Linked DNA regions of Mus musculus: regions 1, 2, 4 and 5 are each linked to region 3. A link is a contact called in public HiCAR-type and HiChIP or PLAC-seq data. All regions are on one chromosome and are shown on one strand. The core of a region is the stretch at or near the end of the contact, and the rest is flanking DNA. Distances in the headings are between cores, read along the strand shown.

The links. HiCAR-type assays count read pairs that join an accessible place to other places. HiChIP or PLAC-seq counts read pairs in DNA pulled down with a chosen protein or histone mark.
Region 1: a contact with region 3 is called in a HiCAR-type map of PVALB interneurons, with 5 times the contacts expected there. The contact joins the enhancer-like site here to the promoter of Nfkbiz in region 3. A contact is called at or near these places in 4 of 39 promoter capture datasets (the C10 cell line, embryonic stem cells, hematopoietic stem and progenitor cells and 1 more), 1 of 15 datasets of contacts at CTCF or cohesin (CD8 T cells), 1 of 484 Hi-C or Micro-C datasets (CD8 T cells), 16 of 115 datasets of contacts at active chromatin or transcription factors (the 230-238 cell line, CD8 T cells, PVALB interneurons and 12 more) and 4 of 9 other capture datasets (adipose tissue, liver, macrophages and 1 more).
Region 2: a FOXA1 HiChIP or PLAC-seq map of pancreatic cancer cells shows a contact between it and region 3. The contact joins the enhancer-like site here to the promoter of Nfkbiz in region 3. A contact is called at or near these places in 3 of 39 promoter capture datasets (the C10 cell line, macrophages and pre-B cells), 2 of 15 datasets of contacts at CTCF or cohesin (CD8 T cells and pro-B cells), 13 of 484 Hi-C or Micro-C datasets (B cells, the C2C12 cell line, CD4 T cells and 10 more), 12 of 115 datasets of contacts at active chromatin or transcription factors (CD8 T cells, the HPC-7 cell line, bone marrow-derived macrophages and 9 more) and 6 of 9 other capture datasets (adipose tissue, bone marrow-derived macrophages, embryonic stem cells and 3 more).
Region 4: a contact with region 3 is called in an H3K4me3 HiChIP or PLAC-seq map of bone marrow-derived macrophages, with 4 times the contacts expected there. The contact joins the enhancer-like site here to the promoter of Nfkbiz in region 3. A contact is called at or near these places in 1 of 484 Hi-C or Micro-C datasets (nephron progenitors), 4 of 115 datasets of contacts at active chromatin or transcription factors (CD8 T cells, bone marrow-derived macrophages, effector CD8 T cells and 1 more) and 3 of 9 other capture datasets (adipose tissue, liver and macrophages).
Region 5: an H3K4me3 HiChIP or PLAC-seq map of intestinal villus epithelium shows a contact between it and region 3, with 7 times the contacts expected there. The contact joins the enhancer-like site here to the promoter of Nfkbiz in region 3. A contact is called at or near these places in 7 of 39 promoter capture datasets (the 3T3-L1 cell line, the C10 cell line, cranial neural crest and 4 more), 4 of 484 Hi-C or Micro-C datasets (adipose-derived mesenchymal stem cells, nephron progenitors, uterus and 1 more), 18 of 115 datasets of contacts at active chromatin or transcription factors (the 230-238 cell line, CD8 T cells, the NIH/3T3 cell line and 12 more) and 4 of 9 other capture datasets (adipose tissue, liver, macrophages and 1 more).

What each region holds. Positions count from the first base shown.
Region 1 is chr16:55,569,299-55,574,044 of GRCm38.p6, reverse strand. All of the region lies in intron 1 of Gm45968 (a long non-coding RNA gene), which reads left to right. Among named protein-coding and RNA genes, the nearest start is that of Gm45968, 11 kb to the left of the region's middle. Within about 2 kb of position 2,759, at least 22 of the 459 cell types and tissues checked have an H3K27ac peak or open chromatin away from gene starts, as enhancers often do. A contact at or near this core is called in PVALB interneurons, adipose tissue, heart atrium and 1 more, where this site is marked.
Region 2 is chr16:55,630,190-55,634,531 of GRCm38.p6, reverse strand. No RefSeq gene overlaps it. Among named protein-coding and RNA genes, the nearest start is that of Gm23003, 37 kb to the right of the region's middle. Within about 2 kb of position 2,696, at least 51 of the 459 cell types and tissues checked have an H3K27ac peak or open chromatin away from gene starts, as enhancers often do. A contact at or near this core is called in the C2C12 cell line, CD8 T cells, adipose-derived mesenchymal stem cells and 6 more, where this site is marked.
Region 3 is chr16:55,819,274-55,823,999 of GRCm38.p6, reverse strand. Nfkbiz (nuclear factor of kappa light polypeptide gene enhancer in B cells inhibitor, zeta) reads left to right here and starts at 1,862. Exons shown (of 12, transcript NM_001159394.1): 1 at 1,862-2,232; 2 at 4,294-4,433. The coding sequence starts at 1,947.
Region 4 is chr16:55,661,256-55,665,552 of GRCm38.p6, reverse strand. No RefSeq gene overlaps it. Among named protein-coding and RNA genes, the nearest start is that of Gm23003, 69 kb to the right of the region's middle. Within about 2 kb of position 1,387, at least 26 of the 459 cell types and tissues checked have an H3K27ac peak or open chromatin away from gene starts, as enhancers often do. A contact at or near this core is called in bone marrow-derived macrophages and macrophages, where this site is marked.
Region 5 is chr16:55,603,635-55,608,272 of GRCm38.p6, reverse strand. No RefSeq gene overlaps it. Among named protein-coding and RNA genes, the nearest start is that of Gm23003, 11 kb to the right of the region's middle. Within about 2 kb of position 1,587, at least 16 of the 459 cell types and tissues checked have an H3K27ac peak or open chromatin away from gene starts, as enhancers often do. A contact at or near this core is called in adipose tissue, intestinal villus epithelium and vascular smooth muscle cells, where this site is marked.

The DNA of each region.
Region 1 (4,746 bases), core at 1,510-4,009, 250 kb after region 3:
CACTCAATTGTCAAAATGTGAAAGCAGAAAGATCAGAATAGCAAAGCTATGCTTGGGAGGATGTCTAAGAGAGTTTAAGGCTAGCCTGAGCTACCTGGAATTCTGTTTCAAAACAATAAGTTATTACACAATGAAAATTATTAAAAATATAGAGTGGGTCAGTGGTTGTATTATTAAGGGTTCGCTAGAGGAACAGAGTCTATAGACTGAATACATATTATGAAGGTAATCTAGTAGCCTGGCTTAGATGATGCACAATGATAGATCAGCAGAGTCTTTCTTTACCCTGGAGTTGCTAAGAACTCAGTGGCTGCTTAGTCCCTAAGATGGAATGCCTTAGCAATCCCAGTCTAGTGTTGGAGACCTGAATGATTCCTGGAGAACCACTGATTTTCATTGCCTGTTGGAAGGCCAAAGAAGCTGTGTTCCAATGCAGTAGCGGCAGTAACAGAGTAGATGCATTGACCAGTAAGGAGCAAAGGTGGCAGGCAAAATGTATCACCTTTCCCCCTCTCAGACCTCTCTATGTCCAGGCTACCACTAGAAGGCATTGAACACTCTGGGGGAGGGATTAACTCATCGGAGGATCTTTCCAAGACATCCCCCCCCCAACAGGTTTCACTCTTATTTGATCCCAGGTCCAATCAAGTTGACAAGCAAGATCAGCCATCACAGAGATTCAAGTCCAAAATAAAGCAAGCAAGCAAGCAAGCAAGCAAACAAACAAACAAACAAAAAACCTACAGAATGAGCAGACAAAAGCTACAGTGTGGAAGTTTCATATTTTGGTATTGCTTCTATAGTTACCTAGTCCCACTTGGATCTTTGAGGACTAAAGGGCAATACTGACACAAATAAGTTTTCTGAAGAAAAATATTCAGAGAACAGATGGGCTTTATTCTTCTGGATCCTGGATCCATTGAAGGGATGAGATTTACTAGAAGTATTCAATAAAAGTAGTGAAGTTTTGAAATGTGTTTTTTCATGTGGTCAATCTTCTGGCTTCAAAAATACCCTGAGAGACACAGTGGTGTGGCTGATACCATGGCTGAGTCATAGAAGTGGGAGTACAGAACAGTAACCATCCTTTTTAGTATGAGGAAATCAACTGTCCTGGCCATCTTGGGCTGTCATGACAAATACTACAGGTCAGGTGGCTTTACCTGTGCATGCGTTGTGGGAAGGAGAGATCTCTGTGGTATCTTATCTTAGAAGGGAAACCCCGCCTTATCCAACTCTCCATTATGATACCACTAAGCCCTAATTATCTCACGAAGGTACCATCTCAAAGGATTGACTGTGAGGATTAGTGTTCTATTCAGTGAGTTCTGGGGGATGGAGTAGAAACACAATTAGCCTATAACATAACCAGAGACTTAATGTGTTATACCCATAAACATGCATGCATACTGCATGCACACACTATACACCCCAAAGGCAAGATATACCAGGTTATGATAGTATATTACTTCCTTCTGTTACTTCACACTTAATCTATTATATTAGTTCTCTTAAAACGCAGGTAAACTGATTCATTAATAAAGTATTAGTAGTTAATCAGATGGTGAAATTTGCTTTCATCATTTCAGTGCGGGGGTTGAAGACTGTGCATTTTGCATTTTAGTCAAGTGCTTTGCCCTGAGGTTCATTCCCAACCTGACTTGTTTTCTCCTAAAACGAGATACAGATGCACGCTGGTGTGATCCCAGCAGCACAGTGTTTTGAGGATATCAGTGTCTTATGATTTTCTTGTCTTTATTTTCATGGAAATAAGATAATTTCTCAGCTGCATTTCCTGCTTCTGCTCCCAGATTCCAGGCAGGAGAGAGGAAAACAGGGAAAGAAAAAAAAAGGAAGTCCCAGGTGAGTCTTTTAAGGGCGTTTCCTGAAGTTTTTGTAACAGACCCCAGACCTTAGCATAACAGACTCCATAATGGAAGTACCATTCGGACAGACATCACCACCTGCCAAATATAAAACAGAGGTCTAAATCCATCTAAGGCCGTAGTGTTCTGGGAAAGCCTCAATATGTACTAACCTTACATCTCAGGGTCTGTAGTTCCCCTTCTGGCTAACTAGCAGCACTCGTTAACTGAAGCGTGTCAACTCAGAACATGGTTTTTCTGCTTAAAAGCTCGCCCTGAGAAAGGTTCAGTGCTACACTCGGATCTCAAGCTGGCCAGCTGATAAAGACTGTTGTCTATTGGCTTAAACTCACTTCCAAGCAGTCTCCTGTGGTGAACACCCCACAGCAACTTTAGCTTACATGTCATTGGTCTCCTGCATATTGCCTGGCTATCATTGCCTGTCAAGAAACCCAGGAAATGTTTGTGTATGGAAACATCATCGTACCATCTAAAATATGGGCTTTGATAATAAGTAAGGAAAAGAAAATGGTTATTGTTTTAGCATTGTTTGTCTGAACTATGCCCAAAAGGCTAGGGAAAACAAAACAAAACAAAACAAAAGAAAAAAAACAAAAGAAAAAAACAAAGATCATACACTCATTAGGCAGAGAGTCCTCTAATGTAGTAAAACAGACTTTGGAAATTCCTGACCCTAAGTGATCTTTGGACAGTAAATGAGGACAAAGAGCCCTTATTCTGTAGTTTTGAGAAGAGAACATGATGTAGACACGGGTGTCTTTCTTTAGAGAATAGTCATTAGCTGAATTCAATCACGACTCAAGGAACTCGGTCAGTACTTGGCAGATGTTCTGCCTCAAGAGTCCCTTTGGCCCTCAGTAATTTCTGCTACTGGTTTCCGGTGCTTCAAACACAGTGCTTTCATTCAGTCAGTGACATCTTGTTCTTGTCTGCAGCAAGACACAATTACTCAGCAGGACTTGGCGGCTTCTTAGGATTTCATAAAGTCGTCCAAAGAGCTTTGAGGTCGCACAAACCTCTGACCTGGAGAAGATCAAAACTGGTGTGTCAAGAGATACACCCTTTTCAGGTTCCTTTAAGGTCACTCTGAGAATCCAAGGCTTAATAACTCACAATTCATCCAATAGCTGCTTCATGTTTGGCTATTGTGGACCGGCAATTAACTTGTTTCTTTAGAAAGCTGGGCTTCTAGATGGCTGTAGCAGTGCAGTATAGTGTGTAGGGTACAGGAAAAGCCGGTCATTAGTAATGTGGGTGAAAGATTATAAGAGAAACCACGAGATTTATGCAGGAAGGTTATCTGGGAGACCAACCTCAGGATGAGCTCAGGGCCGATGTGTGAGAAGAAGAGATTGAAGGCAGGACAATGGGAAGGCTCAAGGTTGGTTTGAGCTTCAAGACTGAGCTAATGGAGCTGCCAGCACAAAGAAACTCACCTTAGCCTCTGTTTGGGAGTTGCAGGGGGGATTCTGTGTGTTCTGCACTGTTTGCAGTAGAAGTAGAGGCTGAGTAGACAAGCTGAGGGGGTATAGTTATTAAAGTGATTGTTGTAAATCTCTTCCCAGTCATTTAGTGAGAAATTTGAGTTTTGAATTCAGCATCTCCGGGCAGTGTATGGAAATCGGTCTTCATTAAAATACAGGGGTTATTTATACCTCTGCATGGTCCCATGCTTGTCCGTCCCTTGGCCTCATGATCACAGTTTCTAATTATGTGATAAATGGAACTTCATGCTTTCAAATATTTTTTTCCAGAAAGAGTTAGATAATATTATCTATTTTAGGTTAAAAGGAAATGTTCTTTCAAGCTGGCCAAATTATATCCCAGCTTTGCCAACTCAGCAGACCCCTTTTGGAAAATTACTGTGTGGTAAACTCTGTGCGTCACTGAGTTTTAATACGTTAGCTTTGTACGGTGATGTCTGTTAGCATTTGCTGAGCCATTCCTAAGCGATGTGGTATGTTTAGATATGGGAAGATGGATGACTTCTTTGGTGATCCTTCCTCCTAACTCATTTTTTAAAGTTTATTTATTATTATTATTTTTATTCCTGGCAAGTAGGAGGAGGAGGAATTCTTATTTAAGTTTGTTCTATTTCCTAAAGTAGGCCAGACTTGGAGTATGTGGTCGGTCCAAACTGGACTCAGGGGGGTATTTTAAAAGTGAAAGGAGCACCCAGAAACTGGGAGGAGTGAAAAGGTGCAGTGTATCCAGGAGGAGGGAGAGGGAGGAGTAAGAGTAAATATGATAAAATAGATTGTGTTAATGAATAAAAAATATATTAAAAGAGTAATTTAACATTCCCTTTGAGTTTCTAAGTATAATTAGCCATATAAGTCATCCTAGATTTCTCAGTGTTGTCTTACCACTTCTACGAACACTTCTATAGAATACTTATGTGTATGTCATTATTGCTTAACTTCCTTTCTTCCTTTCTTTCTCTCTCTCTCTCTCTCTCTCTCTCTCTCTCTCTCTCTCTCCCCCTCTCTCTCTTTCTTTCTTTCTTTCTTTTTTGTTTTTGTTTTTTGAGACAGGGTTTCTCTGTGTAGCCCTGCCTGTCCTGGAATTCACTCTGTAGACCAGGCTGGCTTTGAACTCAGAAATCCGTCTGCCTCTGCCTCCCGAGTGCTGGGATTAAAGGCATGCACAACCACCGCCCAGCCCTTCTCTTTTCTTTTCTTTTCTTTTCTTTTCTTTTCTTTTCTTCTCTATAAATGTTTTTATTTTAATTGATCTTAAATTTCATGTACATTGGAATCTTGCCTGCATGTAATGGTATTGAGTCCTCTGGAGCTGGAGTTACAAACACTTGTGAGCTGCCATGTGGGGTTAGGAATTGAACCCAGGTTCTCTGGAGGAG
Region 2 (4,342 bases), core at 1,447-3,946, 190 kb after region 3:
GAAGATAGAAGGGGCCAGAGAATGAGGAAGATCCAGAAGGTTAGAATCCAGAAAATTCGAACAGATTGCCAGAATTAGTTTGAAGCCAAGCAGAGCAATTCAGTCAAAAGCTAAGAGAAGTCCATTTGAATCAGTCAGTTTGGAGAGGAGTTTTGAGCCAAAACAGCTGAGTTGATAGCTAGTAGCTTTCAAATTCGTATGAGAATAATTTTCAGTAAAATATACATATCTTATTGATATGGTACTTAGTAAACTCAGAATAAAGATGTCATGAAATACTATTTTATTTATCTCTTTTTGAAAATATATAAATGCATTTTGATTATATCCACTTATAACCTTCTCCAACTTCTTTTTGGCTTCTTTCCATGCTCTCTTCCCACTTCATATTTTCTTTTTCTTCTTTTTCTTTTTCTTTATAATTCACTGAGCCAAATTCATACTGCTTACAGGCATATGAGTGTAGGACACCCTCGAGAACAGGCAACATATAAAAGGTTGCACCCTTGAATAAAAGTGACCCTCCCTCTCCTGCCATTCATAAGCTGCTAATAGCTTCCAGCCTGGGAGTTATCTTGACATCCATCATGGAATGTTTACTAGTTTGGTCTTATTCAAGCAGCCATAACTGCTGTGAATTCATAACTAGTAAAGGCTTCACCATTCATTAGCACTCAGAGCCTCGGGTGTACTAGACAAACATTCCTGCCACTGAGCTACATATATTCTCAGCCATGTTTGTTTATTATTACATGTGACTCAGTAATTTGGTTCTATAAACTATTAATAGATATTCACCTGCCATTTGAAAATACTGATCTGTTTTATCACATTTGTTCTGTTCTAATTATCAATATAATCCTGAGGATTAAACTGTAATTACTCTAATTATATATCCCTCCTTCTTCACAGAAGAGAAGTTTGTATTTGTTAATCTCTTCTTTCCTTGCAGTGATTTCACAGATATTCACTCTCATGAAGAAACTAGGTTCAGTTGTTCGCTGTTCTCCCTGCGCTGACAGGCAATCAAAAACCCTCTGGTCTGAATACGTCTGTAGGATGTAAATAAGAAAAAAAAAATCACAGTCTTTTAATTGTTTTCAGTTCCTGGAAGAGGATTTCGGTTTGGTTAGGACTATTTGTGGTAATCCTTTGGATTCAAAATTAGTATTTCATTAACCAAATTTGTTCGTTTAAAAACTTGTATTTTTCTTCCACCTTTACTACACACCCATTAACAATTATGCAGGAATGCATCTGCCCTAGGGAAAACTGTATCTTTATTCTGATGAAAACTCACTAAGAGTCAAAGAAAATTCCAATTGTTCTTAGCAATACTGTAGCACAGCATTCAAGGGATGTAGTACCAAGGTGTGAAACAGTGTTACTCATTTTAGCCTTGAGAGCATTGTAATAGAATTCTAAAATACAATAGTTGAAAGTAATTTTTCTGTCTATTGATAAAGATATACTTGTAAAGAATAAATAGCTATTGTATAAATATTAAGTGATTATCATTTGTGAAGGACGATATCTTTAAAAGTATTTTTTCCCTAGATAAAAATCCCTGATCCACCAGGGTTTCTCTCTTCATGGTGTTTGAAGACATCATTAGGGCTTTTATGTTCCCCTTGGCACTCTTGCACACATAACTTTACAGGAAGTAACTATTGAAGGGAATGTTTCATGTGCCATCAAACTTATTTCTGTTAAAGATGTTGATAGGAAATGAATTTGAACTTTCCTTTCCTTAGATGCATATAGTATTAAAATTTTTGGTTTGCATGGACCTAAGGCAGAGCCTCAATAACGGTAGCTATAAAATGCTCATCTGTATTACTAATTGTATCTTCCTTAAATTCACACACACACACACACACACACACACACACACACACACACACACACTTATGTGTATATGTATATGTACACACACTCCTGGTATGTCACAATGTGACCTTATTTGGAAGTAAGTTCCTTACAGATATGTTTATTTAAGACGAGTAATATGAGAATAAGGTGCCATGTGAAGAGACAGACACGCACAGAGGATAAGCAGTGTGAAGATGCAGGGGGAAGAGAAACAGCATCACCATGCCAAGGAATGACTAAGGCCACTGGAAGCTGGGAGAGAGGAATGTAACAGACTGTGTCTCAGAGTCCTGGGCGGGGGTTTGGGGTGGGGGAAACAACCTTGCCAACCTCTTCACCACAGATGGAACTCCAGATCTGCAGGACAATGGGTTTCTGTGGCTGAAACTGTGTACCTCTGTTATGGCACTTCAGCAAATGATATCATTGGGAAGGCCAGTGAGAAAGAAATGTACTCTGAAAACAGAGTGTCCAAGCAGAGTGTCCATAGGAGAACAGGAGGTATGGAGTGATGGCAGATAGATCTTAATGTCTTTAAACAGATTTATTTATTTATTTATTTATTTATTTATTTATTTATTTTACTAGAAAATGTCAGTTGGAGACCTTTTTGAGCCTCCAGTTTTTTTTTTTTTTTCTGGACTAAAGTCGCACTGATTTTCACACAGGAGCTCTAGTGCAGTTCTCTCCATTCTGCTGAGTGTGCTTTCTAGCTTCTGTGCACACTCTCAGCAATAACACACATTGAGTTCCTATGGTGTGTCAGACAGTGTGCTGAGAAACACGAATGGGTTCAGCTTTCTGAGGGTGCCTGGGCCAGAGGTTAAGTCATGTGACCTGGCTTCAAGAGAGTGGAAACAGGGAACTGAGGCACCTCTCAGGAGGAACACAAAAGCTGATATTAGTCAGTGGTGGAAAGCTTCCCAGAGGAACTGGCTGAGCATTGTTGAGAAAGAAGAAAGAATGGAGATGAGAAGTAGGCATGGGGTTACAAGAATAATTTATTAAAAATAAGAACATATATAGCAACGACTAGAGTTAATGTAAGTTATCCAGTCTACTAAGGAAGGGGCTTATTATCATCATTTTTCATTCAAAATTACTGAATGGTATCTACTTATGGCATGTGATGTAGTAATTTAATATGACACGCTCATAGACTATATCTTTAAATAAAGCAAAACTTCCATTTTTAAAATACTTATTAGTATTTTGTACTGGGAATATTTTAATTCCTTTCCTATTCTTCTAAATCCAATGTAACATGAAGAAAAGCATCCGTAATGCAGCTAAGAATAGGGTGGAGAGAGCCGACTAGAAAATTTTCTGTAAGGAAGGAGATGATTGTGGCTTTGATTCCTGTGGTTTAATTGTGGCAGAAGTCAAAGGGAGGAGTTGAGAAATAATTCAAGGGTAACAACAAAAGCCAGTGACTGGCTACATACAAGGAAGGGGGTAGAGAGGTGGCTTCTGGGGCTTGCTTTCAGGGTTATAGAATGGGCTGAGTGTTGGGGTCATTTACTAAGCAGGCCATGCAGGAAGTAAACCAAGACTGGAATGGCAATGCATGTGGTGACTAAAACACATGAGGGGTCCATGAGACATCAAAGGATCAGCATCTCTCAGCCTTTTCCCCGTCTCTATATTTTACCATCCATCAGCATTGTCCTCCCTGCCCCATTTACTTCAATAAAAAAAAAGTGTGCGTACTTCAGGACTATTGTTTTATCCTTGTATCACTGAGCTTAGGAGTTCTTCTTGGGATTATCCATACATTCATTTGTCTCAAACAGGATTAATTTCTCTAAATTCAACACGTGCTTAAAGCCATGGAAAAGACTGTTTTTAATGGCCACAAGAGCCCAGATCAGAACACAGCTTACACAGGCTCAAGGCCAGGTTCAGATCTTTTCTCTCATGGTAGCTCAAGTCTTCTAGGATGTCTCTGATGGTGCAGATGAGAAGATTCACAGCCACCACTGCGACTCCTCAGATGCTCTCCTGTACTCTTTTCCTTCCTGTTGAGAAAATGTTTCCTTGAGAACAACATAATGGATCTCTAAATAGGGTTTGCCTGTAGTCAGTGATAGATTGAGAGACCAGCAGAGTTCATTTGGGACAAAGGACTTAATGACAAATGGTCCTGAACCAATTGAATGCTGACATCCTCCATTTGGTAGCAGCCCTCAGTGGAAGATGTTTCCTGGTCCTTAAGTGGATGTGTAATGATAAAAGCCAGGGCCCTGTGTGACCATGGACTGAGTTCAGTCCTGACCAGCTGTGTGATTCCAGACAGGTGCTTTAATCTCATTTTCTTTTTTCATTTAATTGGCTGATGGAAGCACCCAATCTACAGAAATGGTGAAGATTCAAGAACATGTGTGTGAATTCATGTGCTGCAGTATCTAACACACAGTAAGCATTTAACAGATATTAATTTCTCTTTCCTGGATGACTGTTTTAGGATGGA
Region 3 (4,726 bases), core at 613-3,112:
ACAACAGTGTTCCATCTGCAGCAGTTGCAGCAGTCTCTCCTAGACTACCACCAGGGGACAGGCCTTCAATCTGGCCGGAGTGGGAAGGGTTCCTGGGTGGGGGTGGGGGTGGGGGAGAAGTGTGGCTCTGAGGCTGCATCTTCAGAAGCTGGAGTAGTGTTTTAGAAGCTACAGCCGCCATGTAGCTCTCTGGAGTGTTGAATGTGGTTTGACAGTTCTTTTCTCTCAAGGCTGCCTGCGCACAGAACAAGAGCCTAACAGCTAACAATTAGGGGAATCAAATCCCCTCACCTCCCCATATTTGTTTATTTCCAGAAAACAAGCAGCTGTGCGAACGGCAAGGCGTCATTGATATTAATTTTAGCTGTGCTTTTAGTCATGCTCCACACCTGCCTAGCCCTGTAGCACCTGTGGGCTGCCTGCTGCTTACCCCCGTCAGCAATGCTAGATTTGTGGATTCTGCCTAGCAGAGCCATTTACTTACGTAATGATCTAGTTATTTCTACTTACCTCTTTGCCACTATCTCTTCTTCTAGGTCACTTTTTTTTTCCTTCTTCTTAGGCCACTAGGACTCCCCTCAGTCTCATCTTCTCTAAAACTGTTTCATTTCTGCCAGCTTCAGATTCCCTCACGTTAAAGTTCTAGTAACTTCGCTGGTCCCTGTAGGTGCTCCGCTCAGGTTACCTTTCACATTTATGCTATTTTCCCTTTGGCAGTCCTAAAAGGCACTGCGGATTCTTCCCTGACTCCTGGCCTTAATTCTTGGCAGATGATTTTCCTGCAAACGCTTTAGGGCCATCCTTTAGGGCTCATCTCATTCTTTGCGAAGACTTCCCCCTTCTCCCCCTCTCCACAAGAAAGTCTCTTTTTAGGCTGTTCACTGAACTTTGTACCTCTCACGATGTTTAATCATAGTCAGTTTCTTTTCATCGGTGTGTGTATACCTTATCCCCACGTGTTAAGATGTTACTTGAAAATTTAGACTTAATCATTCATTCTTTCTCTCCCTTAAAAATAAACTTCCCTTGACGGTTCGCTAGTTGGATTTGCGGCGGAAGTATAAACATTGAAAAAAGTATTCAAGGTAGAGGCATCAAAATCCCTGTGTTTATCAGGACTAGGTCAAGTTGTGCAGAATAAAACGTTACATAATACGTAAAAAATAATATAAAACATACAAAGAATATACACGCATATATGCGTATTCATCATTTTGCTAGAAGCTTTTTTCTAGTATTGAAGGATACGAAAGGGTAGTCATTGCTGTTTATTCTAATACTGTACTAAAAAAAAAAAAAAGATTGCTTATGGCCCAGATATGAAGTTAGAGAAACTGCAAGAGCTCTGAAATTGAGTCCAGGCCAGAAAGTCCGCGGGCAACCGCTTCCAGGTTTGGAGGCGGGCTAAATGTTGGAGGCAAGGGAGGAGACTGAACTCTGCACGCACCGCTCTGGCTTCCCACTCCCCGAACTGGGCGGACCTGTTCTTGCAGCAGCCCGGGGCTCCCGCTCGCCCCCGGGCATCGCAGCCCCTGCGCAGACAGCGGTTGCCGCGGACCCCGGGCCCCTGGGGATGCGGTGCGTCCAGCGAAGGCCAACCGGGGAAACTTGGAGCTGGCCCCGACGGGGGTTCGGGGCGCGGGTGCTAGCCGGGGTTTCCAGGTGAGCCGCCGGAAAACAACCGGTCGGCCCGGGCGGGGCGGGGCGAGGGCGGAGGGCACATTGCCTCATCCCGGGCATTTTACTGGAAACTAGACACATCCGGAGGCGGGGCGGGAGGCAGCCCAGGCGCCGCCTCACCGGGCGGAGCGCGGAGGAGGAGGTCAGTTCATTTAAATAGCCCGGTCCCCTCCGGGCGCGCACGTACTAGTCGCTCTGCCGCAGCCAACCGCGTAGCCATCCGGTGGCGCAGGTGTCTGGGGACCCCGAGCGCCTAGCCTGGGAGCATGATCGTGGACAAGCTGCTGGACGACAGCCGCGGCGGAGAGGGGCTGCTGGACGCGGCCGGCGACTGCGGCCTCATGACCAGCCCGCTCAACCTGGCTTACTTCTACGGCGCCTCGCCTCCTTCCGCCCCCGGCGCCGGCGACACCGGCTACCTGTCCGCCGTGCCCTCCGCGCCCGGCTCGCCCGGCTCCGACTCCTCCGATTTCTCCTCCACTTCCTCCGTGTCCTCCTGCGGGGCCGTGGAGTCCCGTCCCAGAGGTGGCGCCCGCGCCGAGCGCCCTCAAGGTACCCACCCGCGAGATTCCTTGCCCCTCTATTCGGGGTTCACACGCTGGGAGGATGGGGAGGGACTTCCCTCCACCCCCCCCCCCCCCCATAGTCGAGACGTTAAGCGGCCCCTGTGACTTCCTTAGCGGCCGGACAGACGCGAATAGTCATGAGTGATTAGATGCCTTGTCCTGATTCTGGCACGTTGTCCTTGCCTAGACCTCTGCGGAGTCCAGCGCCCAAGGGACCCTGAGGGCTAGCGCGCTGGCTTCCTGGAAAAGAACTTGAGAGCCTCGGATTCTCTTTTCTTCCATCTCATAACCTTTTCCCTTTTCACTTCTCCCCCGACCTCCGAATTCAAGAACCTCTGAGAAATTATAACACTATTATGAGGTTTTTGGAGCTGATGGAGAGAGATGTAGTTTCCTTCTTGTAACTCTTTCAGTGAGAAGCAGTGGCAGAGGGTAAAGCGTTGGGAACTGGATTTTTAAGACACCCGTATTCCTAATCTATTTGTAGGGATGAATCAAAGAAAACCCACTTTTCGGGACGTAGAGGAAAGCCTGGTTCAGAAAAGTGATTTAGTGTTCTGCGCTTAGTTTACGATGTTGGCGGTTCAGAGGCCTGCTCAGAATTCTGATTTTCTCTGTGTGCTTGAGAATGGAAAAGTTACATCTAGCGAAGCCCTTTCTTTAGCTGCGGGTTGTATGGTTTCCTTTCTTCACGAACCGAGTTGCATAATTTGGGGGGGTGGGGGAGGGAGAAACAGGATGCAGCTGTGGGTAGATTTAAACACCGCCTAAATTTTCTCAGTTGTTGGAGCTTCTCATCGCAATTATTTTAAAGAATGACCCCTTGCTGTTCCTTAACACTGGCTACTCATAAGCTTTGGTTGTCTTTTATTTTTAAAAAGTTATTTTTTGATTTAAAACACTGTGCCTTAAGCCACAGTGTTGCCCACAGCTCCCTGAAAAGCGCGGTGTGCGTGCTTTGACAGCCCTTTCTGAAGTTTGTAGGCCCGTGGACATCTGGCTGAACCCATCGATTGTTTCTAGTTCTTGGTTTACCACACAAGCCATGGGAGATTCCTGAAAGTGCGTTTTCTTCTCCCTATGACGTGGGCATGGAAGTTTTAACTCTTGTCACTCCAGAGGAGTGCTGTTAGAGTCTGGCCATTGGGGTGTTTGTGGGAATTCCTGAACTTGAATAGAAAGGCTATTTAATCATTTTATTTGCCCTCGTCACTGTCTCTATGTCACACTTGTGGCACAGATAGCCAAATTATGCTTTGTTCTCCGTTCGTTTTCCTCTTTATGTTCCAAATATGTTCAATTCATGGACAAGAACTTGTTACATAGTTGTGGCACTCAGTAAATTCTAAAACTGCCTTCTGAAGTTCTAAGGTGAACAGGCCTGTTTCCGTTTTACTTAGAACGCCCATGTACGTAAGTGAGGGGGAAATCCTGTGTGTGTGTGTGTGTGGAAATGTGCTAAGTGAATTTAAGCAGCTTTCTTGGTACAAATTAATGAAGGGAATACTAAGAAATCTTAAGTCCCTATTGCTGACTTAAAGTTTGCCTTGGTGCCTTGAGAACTTTAGAGGAAGTTAGGTGAATGGCATACAGGTACTTTATAATTTCTATATGAACATAAAAGACCTTGTTTTAAAAACTACAAATGCCTCATTCTGCTCCAAGGACTTCTCAAAGTCAAGAATAGTTATGTATAAGTCTCCGATCTTGGCTAAAGCTCTGTTCCTATTTCATGAGTAAATAGTAGTGAGAGACAGAGAGGCTTTCTTTGTTGGGCCCAAGGATCCTCTGCCACATTTGAGAGTGCTTTAATTCCTTAGGGTGCCTGGTTGGAGGATCAGCCAACACAGACCCCCTTGAGAAGTACTCGATATAGATAATAGGAATCCATTGACCCAGGATGTTGGAAAGGCTTTGAGCATGGGAAAACTTTGCAATTTGCTGCTTGAGGGCTTTATCCACCAGGCTGCAGTCTTGGAAGGGGTGCGGGAACAGTCGGGATTCATGTCTGTGAAGAGATGTAATTGAGACTTGTCCTTCTGAACAGTTGAGCCCCACATGGGGGTTGGCAGGCAGCAGAGAGGCCCCTTTCAAGGTGTTCGCGTGAAGAACTCGGTGAAGGAGCTCCTGCTACACATCCGAAGCAACAAGCAGAAGGCTTCCGGCCAGCCCGTGGATGAGTTTAAGGTGGCGGCTTCTGCTCTTTGTTTTGAGTGGGTGGGAGACTAGTCCGTGAAGGTTATTGTGGTTTGCTAACCGAGGTCCAGTTAAGTCCCTTGTAGTCTTTCATAGGTGACCGAGTTCCTAGGACAGGAGATAGATAGCTGTCTGAGTACGCTGGACTCCCTGCCCTTGGCTCAGTGCCAGGTGCGTCTGAGAAATTTAATGAGCCAACAAAAGAAAGCAGTTTGAGGACAATGGGATTCCGTGGGTTCAGTACACAGAGAACATTTTGATTAGAGAGGAATGAATCAGATGGT
Region 4 (4,297 bases), core at 138-2,637, 160 kb after region 3:
GGAAAAAGGTTAGTCAGAAAAGAATAGGGAATCTAGACACAAAAATATACTTGAAACCAAATTCACACTCTACACACAAATAAGAAATATCTTGAAGAGACCATAAAACCAATAAATATTCCACCAAAATCTTACCTCTAGTTTAGCACAGAAAGTAATTTGAACTGTGAAATCACCAGAAAAAGCATTTTGATTTTATTATATATGAGAGTATAAGACATAAACAACCAGAATGTTGTTAAGGGACAAGTTATAGATTGGAAAATTATGAAAGAAATGTGTCAGTGTCTATAGTAATTTAAGTATGACTCCACTTTTAAGAGAAAAAAAAATCAAAACAAAGCCTTTCTTTCTTTTCACATTATAAGGTATAGATAATTGTTTTATTTTGCTGAGATCTTTCTGATAGTTCTGACCAGAAGTAGTTACAGATTCAAGTGATAAAATATGATATCCATGACTTCTCAGTTTCTGTGGAAGGTTTAGCTAATGGGTTAAATGTCACACATGAGATTGAGCCTCATCCCCCACTTTAACATATCTGCACACTGACCCAGATGGCCATGGGATCTGAGTCTGCTCTAATTCATAAGACTATAATATTATCCAGCTAATATTTCTTTGTTGGTATTCATGGGGATTTTGAAAGACAGATATTTTACATAATTTAGAGATATAAAGTCTTTGAGTTCTGCTGCTTCTCAAGTGTAAACAAACTCAGCCTCAAAGGATGCATTCTTAGTGCTTAATGTCTTCTGGTGAGGTGTTGATTCAAACCAAACCAAGCCAAACCAAACCAGCCAAACCAAAAAGACCCAAAACCAAAACCAAACCCAGCAAACCAACCAACCAACCAACCAACCAACCAACCAACCAACCAACCAACCAACCAATCAACCTACCAACCAACCACCACCACCACCACCACCACCACCACCAACACCACCACCACCACCACCACCACCACCACCAGCAACAACAACAACAAAACCTCCAAACAAATGAAACTATATAAACAGAGAAAAGCACTTCCCTAAACAGCCATTTCAGAACATGGTAAAGACAAATACAAGTTCTAATGTTTCCAACCTTTGTTTTATTTTTTGATGAAATTCACTACAATTGATAATGTCTCTGCTAAAAGTTCTTGGTGCAGTGGGCTTGGGCAAGGCCTCTGTAGCTTTCCTTTTAGTTGGAGCCTTCATCTGTAATGAGTCCTCAAATAGAGGAGATACAGGCATTTATAATCTTGAAAATGTTACCACATCCTTTGGTTTTTCTCAACAGCAGTTAAGTTCTGTTTTGTAAGCTCCACTTTGGAAGGGTTCTTCTAAATTAAGCTCTGGGATTTGCTATTTCAGGCTTCCTGCTCAGCAGTCCTGGCTCCTTGTGACATTACTTCTGTTCTGTTTACCAATAGGGTGAGTTGGGGCTTGTGTCTGTGGCCAAGTCAGTCTAGTAGTTGCTGAGAACTTAATTCCTCTGATTTAAAGGAAGGTGCTGCCAGCCTGGGAGAGCCAGAGTTCCTGAGACAGATCATCTGTGTGTGGGGCTGTCTGTCATAATGAAGTTTAGAAACAACAGTTTCGGTTTTCCCTGGCTTCCCTCTGTAGACTGATTCTTATTCATTGTCGTTTGTGAAAAGCATTGTTTCATGAAGGAACCGTGGTATTAGAGACTTCTTTTTTTTTAAAATATTTTTTATTATTACGTATTTTCCTCAATTACATTTAGAATGCTATCCCCAAAGTCCCCCATACCCTCCCCACCACTTCCCTACCCACCCATTCCCATTTTTTGGCCCTGGCATTCCCCTGTACTGGGGCATATAAAGTTTGCGTGTCCAATGGGCCTCTCTTTCCAGTGATGGCCTACTAGGCCATCTTTTGATACATATGCAGCTAGAGTCAAGAGCTCCGGGGTACTGGTTAGTTCATAATGTTGTTGCACCTACAGGGTTGCAGATCTCTTTAGCTCCTTGGATACTTTCTCTAGCTCCTCCATTGGGGGCCCTGTGATCCATCCAATAGCTGACTGTGAGCATCTACTTCTGTGTTTGCTAGGCCCTGGCCTAGTCTCACAAGACACAGCTATATCTGGGTCCTTTCAGCAAAATCTTGCTAGTGTATGCAATGGTGTCATCGTTTGGAGGCTGATTATGGGATGGATCTCTGGATATGGCAGTCTCTAGATGGTCCATCCTTTTGTCTCAGCTCCAAACTTTGTCTCTGTAACTCCTTCCATGGGTGATTGTTTCTAATTCTAAGAAGGGGCAAAGTGTCCACACTTTGGTCTTCATTCTTCTTGCGTTTAGAAAATTTTATCTTATACCTTGGGTATCCTAAGTTTCTGGCTAATATCCACTTATTAAGGCACAACATACCCAAACTCATGGGATACAATAAAAGCAGTGCTAAGAGGAAAACTCAGTTCTGAGTGCCTCCAAAAAGAAACTGGAGAAAACATATACTAGCAGCTTAACAGCACACCTAAAAGCTCTAGAACAAGAAGAAGCAAATACATCCAAGAGGAGTAGACTGCAGGAAATAATCAAACTCAGGGCTGAAATCAACCAAGTAGAAACAAAAGGAACTAAACAAAGAATCAACCACATCAGGAGCTGGTTCTATGAGAAAATCAACAAGATAGATGAACCCATAGCCAAACTAACTAGAGGGTACAGAGAGAGTATCAAATTAACAAAATCAGAAATGAAAAGGGAGACATAACAACAGAAACTGAGGAAATTTAAAAAAATCATCACATTCTACTATAAAAGCCTATGTTCAACAAAACTGGAAAATCTGGATGAAATGGACAATTTTCTAGACAGATACCAAATACATAAGTTAAATCAGGATCAGATAAACAATCTAAACAGTCCCACAGCCCCCAAAGATATAGAAACAGTTACTAAAATCTCCCAACCAACAAAAGCCCAGGACCAGATGGGTTTAGTGCAGAATTCTACCAGACCTTCAAAGAATACCTAAAATCAATACTTTTCAAACTATTACACAAAATAGAAAGAGAAGGAATACTACCCAATTCATTCTATGAAGTCACAGTTACACTGAGTATTCTCCCTTGGAGAAGGAATGGTTTCTGTCTAATTAGGAACTTGTCACAATTTCTTTTTCATAGAGTACTTCATAAGAGATTTTTTTCTACTTCTATCATGTTTAATGCTCCAAATAGACTTTTAAAACTGGTTGAGCACATATTACTTTTAGCTTCAGAAGACATCATGTATATTTAAGAGGCATTTAACTATTATAAATTATTTTGATTACTTAAAAAATGTCTATATTGAGTTGTATATTTTAAAATAAATTTTATTAGTTTAACAAAAAAGAAATAAACAATAAAACAAAATATCAAAAGTAAAAAAATGCATTTAATATACTTAGCCTACCATATTTCTGGGCTCTGTGGCACAATGCTCTGTAGAATAGGCTATTTTTTGGTAGGAGTGTATGGCTGAGCCCAAGCCACCTAGCATGGTGAGTGTGGCCAGTAATACATATATATCATCAACCCAGGAAAAGATTCAAAATTTCAAACTCAAAATTTAGTCTCTGGCATCTCTAGAGTCAGGCCTGGTAGTACATTCCTGTACTCCTAGCACTCAGGACATTTCACAATGCAATCAAAAAACCCTGATCAAACTATGCTAGAGAGCTTTCTCCCACTCTTGTTCTCTCATAATCTTCTAAAGACTTGGCTGCTTGTTCGTGGGCCCAGAGTAGCAATGCTTTAGAACAAATGAGGAACCCCTACTACAAGTAATTGCTATGTCTTCTCCTCTTGGGCCAAACATTGAGAAAGGGAAGAGTCTCCAGGCACATCACACAAGGACTGTTCTAATGACAGGGTAAACAGGGCAGTGTGGATGTGCTGGCCAATCACATAGGCATTGTTAACACACCCCTTTTTTATTTGTCACCTTGTCCTAACTTTTGCCTTGCCTTTATTGCCCTCTGATTTGTCCATTTCTAACACATCACCCAGCTGTTCCTTTTCTGACTATATTTTCATGTCATATCACTCATAAAGAATTAGAGATTATGAACAAAAATCCTTAATTGGCTTTATATTTTCATAAGCCATAATTTGAACTCTTTGTCTAGGATCAGAAGATTATTAATGATCTCTAGCCTAAGACTGCTAATTAATAATTACTATGTGTCCCTTTCACAGTACTTAATACAATAGGACATTGCATAACAATCCTCTGGGCTTAGTAGTTTTATCTTCACGTTTAAAAAGAAGGAAACTCACTCAGAATGATATCCTC
Region 5 (4,638 bases), core at 338-2,837, 220 kb after region 3:
GTGGACGGTGTGATGTGACTAGAGCAACAGACTTCAGTGTCTTCAGGTGGCTCAAGAAAGTGGTAAAAACAGTTTTTTTTTTTTTTTTTTTTTTTTGCAAACGATAGTTCCAATGCATTACTGCACCTGAGGTTGGTTTATTGTGGGCTTCCAAGACACAAGACAATACTGACTTACAACACCAATGGGCATCTAGGCCTGGGAGTAGGAGGGGAGCCAATCATGGGCCAGGGACTTTTTTTTTTTTAACTAGGGTAAGGATGAGAAAAGTTATGTTGTGGTTGAAGTAGAATTCTTATTTACAGTAGGAGAGGCTAGACTTTGGTGTGTCATTTTTAATGTCCAATAAATACAGGTTAATACTTGATTAACCCAGCACTGACCTTCTGGTAACAGATAACACTGACCCTATATACATAGTGTGTTAAACAAATGAGTTTATGCAACAGCACTTTCACTGGGTTCTTTGAGTTGTATAGTTATCAAAACTGACTGGCTATACTTTAATAGACCAATATATATTAGGCTAATTACTTACTTTCTCTGAACTTTAGTTCATCTATCAGAAATGTAGCTTATATAATATTTCTCAAACCTATATGGGCACACACACACACACACACAAACACAGAGGGGGGCAGACACACACAGGTATAATAACTTTTAAAGAGATAAAAGAAATGAGAAACATTTTAATATGCTAGCAATACTGATAGCTATCATTTATTAAGAGACATTTGTGTATATGATTTCTGAAATGTTTTAATTTACTCTCTTTAACACATATATGAAATATGTGCTATTATTTTCATCTCAAGTTTATAGGGGAAGAGATAGACTGAGAGAGGTTTCACACTCACCAAAAAAAAAAAAAAAAAAAAAAAAAAAAAAATGTTTCAGCTCAGTTTAGCTGCCTCTTTCTCAGGGAAGCCTAAAATGCCTTTTACCTCTGGAAAGATCTTCTGATTTCAATTGTGTTGCATCCAAACAACTTAAAAGCAAATCTTTTATTTATAGTCCCAACCATGATATCACAATGATAACAAAAAAATGTAAACCACACCCCTAAGACTGCTTTGAGGGGCGATTCTAAAGCACTATTCCTACTTCAACCCCTGCAACAACTTTCTACATAAACCCGTGTTAAGATTCTGTGTGAGATTTCATAATCTATAATACATCACCTGGCGAAACATACTTGTAGTCAAGTGTGTGGTAAGGAGCCGGGCTCTTTATTTAATTGATAAGAACATGAACTTTAAACCCAGGGATAAACTTATCCTTTCAAGAGATCACTAAAGAGTCATTTGGTGGTTATAATTAAGAAGATATGCTATGGCATTTTGCCATTCACAGATCTTTATTTCTTTTTCTTAAGATAGGCAACATAAAGAATCAAAATGGTATAGTGTGATCTATTTTTTAAAATTCCATTAGAGAAAAGGGAACTTTTTCATAACTCAGTCTGAATGGAAAAATTTTTGGCTCTTATTCTAGGAAAAGAACCATGCATGGAAAAACCCAATTGAAAGGTCATTCTTAACTGAAAGCGAAAGAATAAAAACAAGTCCAGAGTGTAAAATAGAGGGTGGGGACAGCAGCCAGTATGTTCCAAGCTGCAGGGACATCTGATAACTCTCCAAGATGTAGAGACGTCTGATCTTTAAGAAAGTTATGAAGCCATGCGGCATTTCTCCTGACAGAAACTATTTGATAATATGTGGAGAAAACAAGCTAAACAGCAAGTAAGCACTTTGGAGAAGAAAGCATCTAACAAGGGAAGGAGGGAATGCATGTTCTTGGTCTTTGGTCCTTTTATGGGACACTTCTATTGTTGAAGGGAGTGTTTTGCAAGAAGCTTCCTTCTCTGTGGAACTCAGTGGTGGGAACCGAGCATCATTGTTAACAATGATTAAAACATTTTCTCAGCCATTTGTCATTGGAAATATTTTATATTCTGGGGGGACATGGAGGACCGGGGGAAATGATTTGTGCCTAGCTGAAAGACAATCGGTCATCCCAGAATTTGTTTCAGTGACAAGAGAGGTACATTTGGAAGATTCTTTTGTGACAAGGATAGATTACAGAAGTTATTTTTAGGTGCAGTAATTTTGGATCAGAATGTTCAGCTGGCCTTTGTGACCATTCACCTCACTGTCTGCAGTGTCTCTGTGGCCAGGAGTTTGGGTTCCTTACCTGAAATGGCAGGGCTCTGCCAACATGGTACTCTTGCACATGGCGCTCAGCATGGACAGATGAGAATGCACCCTATAAAGGTGTTGATTTGGGGAACTGGCTGTCGTGACTAGAGAGTCTGAGAGATCCCACGATACTCTGGGAAGGTGGTTCTGCAGCCAGTCTAAGTTGGAAGACTTCGGAACCAAGGAATCTCCCAGTCTAAGGCTGAAGGCTCAGAAACCCAAAAAGTTTCGAGTGCAGGTCTCAGAGTACAAAGTCTGGAGACCCTTCAGGGATGATGCCCCAGGCCTGGCTCCTTGAGAGACAATAAGTGAATTTGCTTTCTTTGCTCTTGTTTTCTATTTGCAGCTCAGATGATTGGATCATGCCCAGCTACACTGGGTGACAGTGGAGCCTCCTTAGTACACTGATTTCATGGCCCAGTTGTTCTAGGAACATTTCCCAGGCATACTTAGAAGTAACACTTTACTGGCTATCTGGGTGCCCATCAATCCAGAAAAGTTGACATGAAAACTAACCACTATCTCTGGTTAAAGTATTTAATGTGGTTTCTAATTTCTTGTAGAAATCATGATGGACACAATGGATTTTCTGCACATTTATGCTTTTCTAATGAAGAAACTATTTCCAGGACTAGAGTTCAAAACACTTGGGAAGATAAATTATTTTTAAATTTTGTTTTTATTTGAAATGATGCATATGTGTGTATGTGTGTGGGTAGCTATGTGACTGCAGATGTCCACCAAGGTAAGAGTTGTCAGATACACCTCCAGCTGGGGCTATACAGGTGACGTTAAGCCAACTTAGGTGTGGGCTGGGAATAAAACTGAAGTCCATTTACTGATGTAGACTTATCTTTTGAAAGACCAGCAAATTTAATGTCATTAATTTTTTATAAAGATTTATTTTATTTGTATTTGTGTTTTGCCTGTGTGTCATATGCATGCAGAACCTGCAGAGGCCAAAAGAGGAGCTCAGATGCCCTGGAACAGGAATTACAGATAATTATTAGCCATCATGTGGGGGCTGGAAATAGATCCAGGATCCTCTGGAAGAGTAGCCAGTGCTTATAACTGCCCAGCCATCTCTCCAACCCCTTGATGTCATTTAAAAAAGTTAATTCTGGAGACAGTAATAAAATAAAATATACTCAATAAAATCACTTTGTAAGATGATTCATATTAAAATGTGCTAGTATATTGAAGAGCCAATGAATTTAGGATAAAATGTGAATAAAACATTTGATGGCTGATAAAGGAAGCTTGCTTTCTTATGTACCAGGGGTTTCCCCTTTTAATTGTGTGGTTATTAGTAATAATGAGGAAAAGATGTCAACTATGTTAACAAGAGTCATCAGTAGTCAGCAATCACCACCTATGTGGACATGACCCAGTGGTGAGAGAACCATCCACATTCTCTCCCATGGTTTCACAGAGCTGGCACACGCCTGGCAGGCATGAGGGCTTCTTGCACTTTGAGGACTTCACTGGAGCTTTTTTTCTAGAGCAACACTGTGTTGGGGAAGTTTCTTCCACCTATATAGTCTTAGACTCCATAAATGATTCTAAGGCAGTAACCCTTCAAGAAGAATTGTCTTCCTGAAACTGTTGGCTTTGGGTTTCTCTCTCTCTCTCTAGGGAGTCTCTCTAGTTCTTACTGTGGACAAATAATGAGAGCCTGATTTATTGTAGGCTAAGAGGGAGATCTAAATTTCTTCTCAGAGGGAAAGGCAGAATGGGTAAAAGGAAAATGGTCCAACGGAGAAACCCAAGCAGTTTACAACTTCTCCACCTTAAACCCAAGGAGTTTCTATGAGAGAAAGGGGGAAAGAGGTGAAGCAGGTAAGAGTGTGCACTAGATACTGATGTTAGTGTTCTTTATGTTAGTGTGGCTATCAGAGAGAAACATTTGCACAGGGGATCTCAATATTTCTTATTAACTAGATTAACTATAACTCTATTAAGTGTTATTTGTCACATAGGAAGAAGACTTTCCTATGAAGGAAGGAAGGAAGGAAGGAAGCAAGGAAGGAAGGAAGGAAGGAAGCAAGGAAGGAAGAAGAAAAAGTATTATTAGTTCAGGACCAATGAATGAAGCTGGGAAGCCATTGTCAATCAGATTTCAGGCATGTTCTCCAGCCATGCCTGTCTATAGCTGAACCATTGAACTGGGCTGCAGACATGGCCCCATTCCCCGGATATGAACTGACCTTTGGAATGGGCCAAACCCACAGTTTCTGGAAGCATTGCTAACCTCTATTAACCTTCTGGGTGATGGACGCCTTCCTAGACTACTCAGAAACCAAAACACATACCATATATTTCTTACAGGAAATATTTTTTTGTGTTTGCTAACACACATCACATTTCATGACTAATAAATGATGTGGTTTCCAACTCTCTGGCAGTTTAAAGCTATAAATACAGTCACCATTTTGTA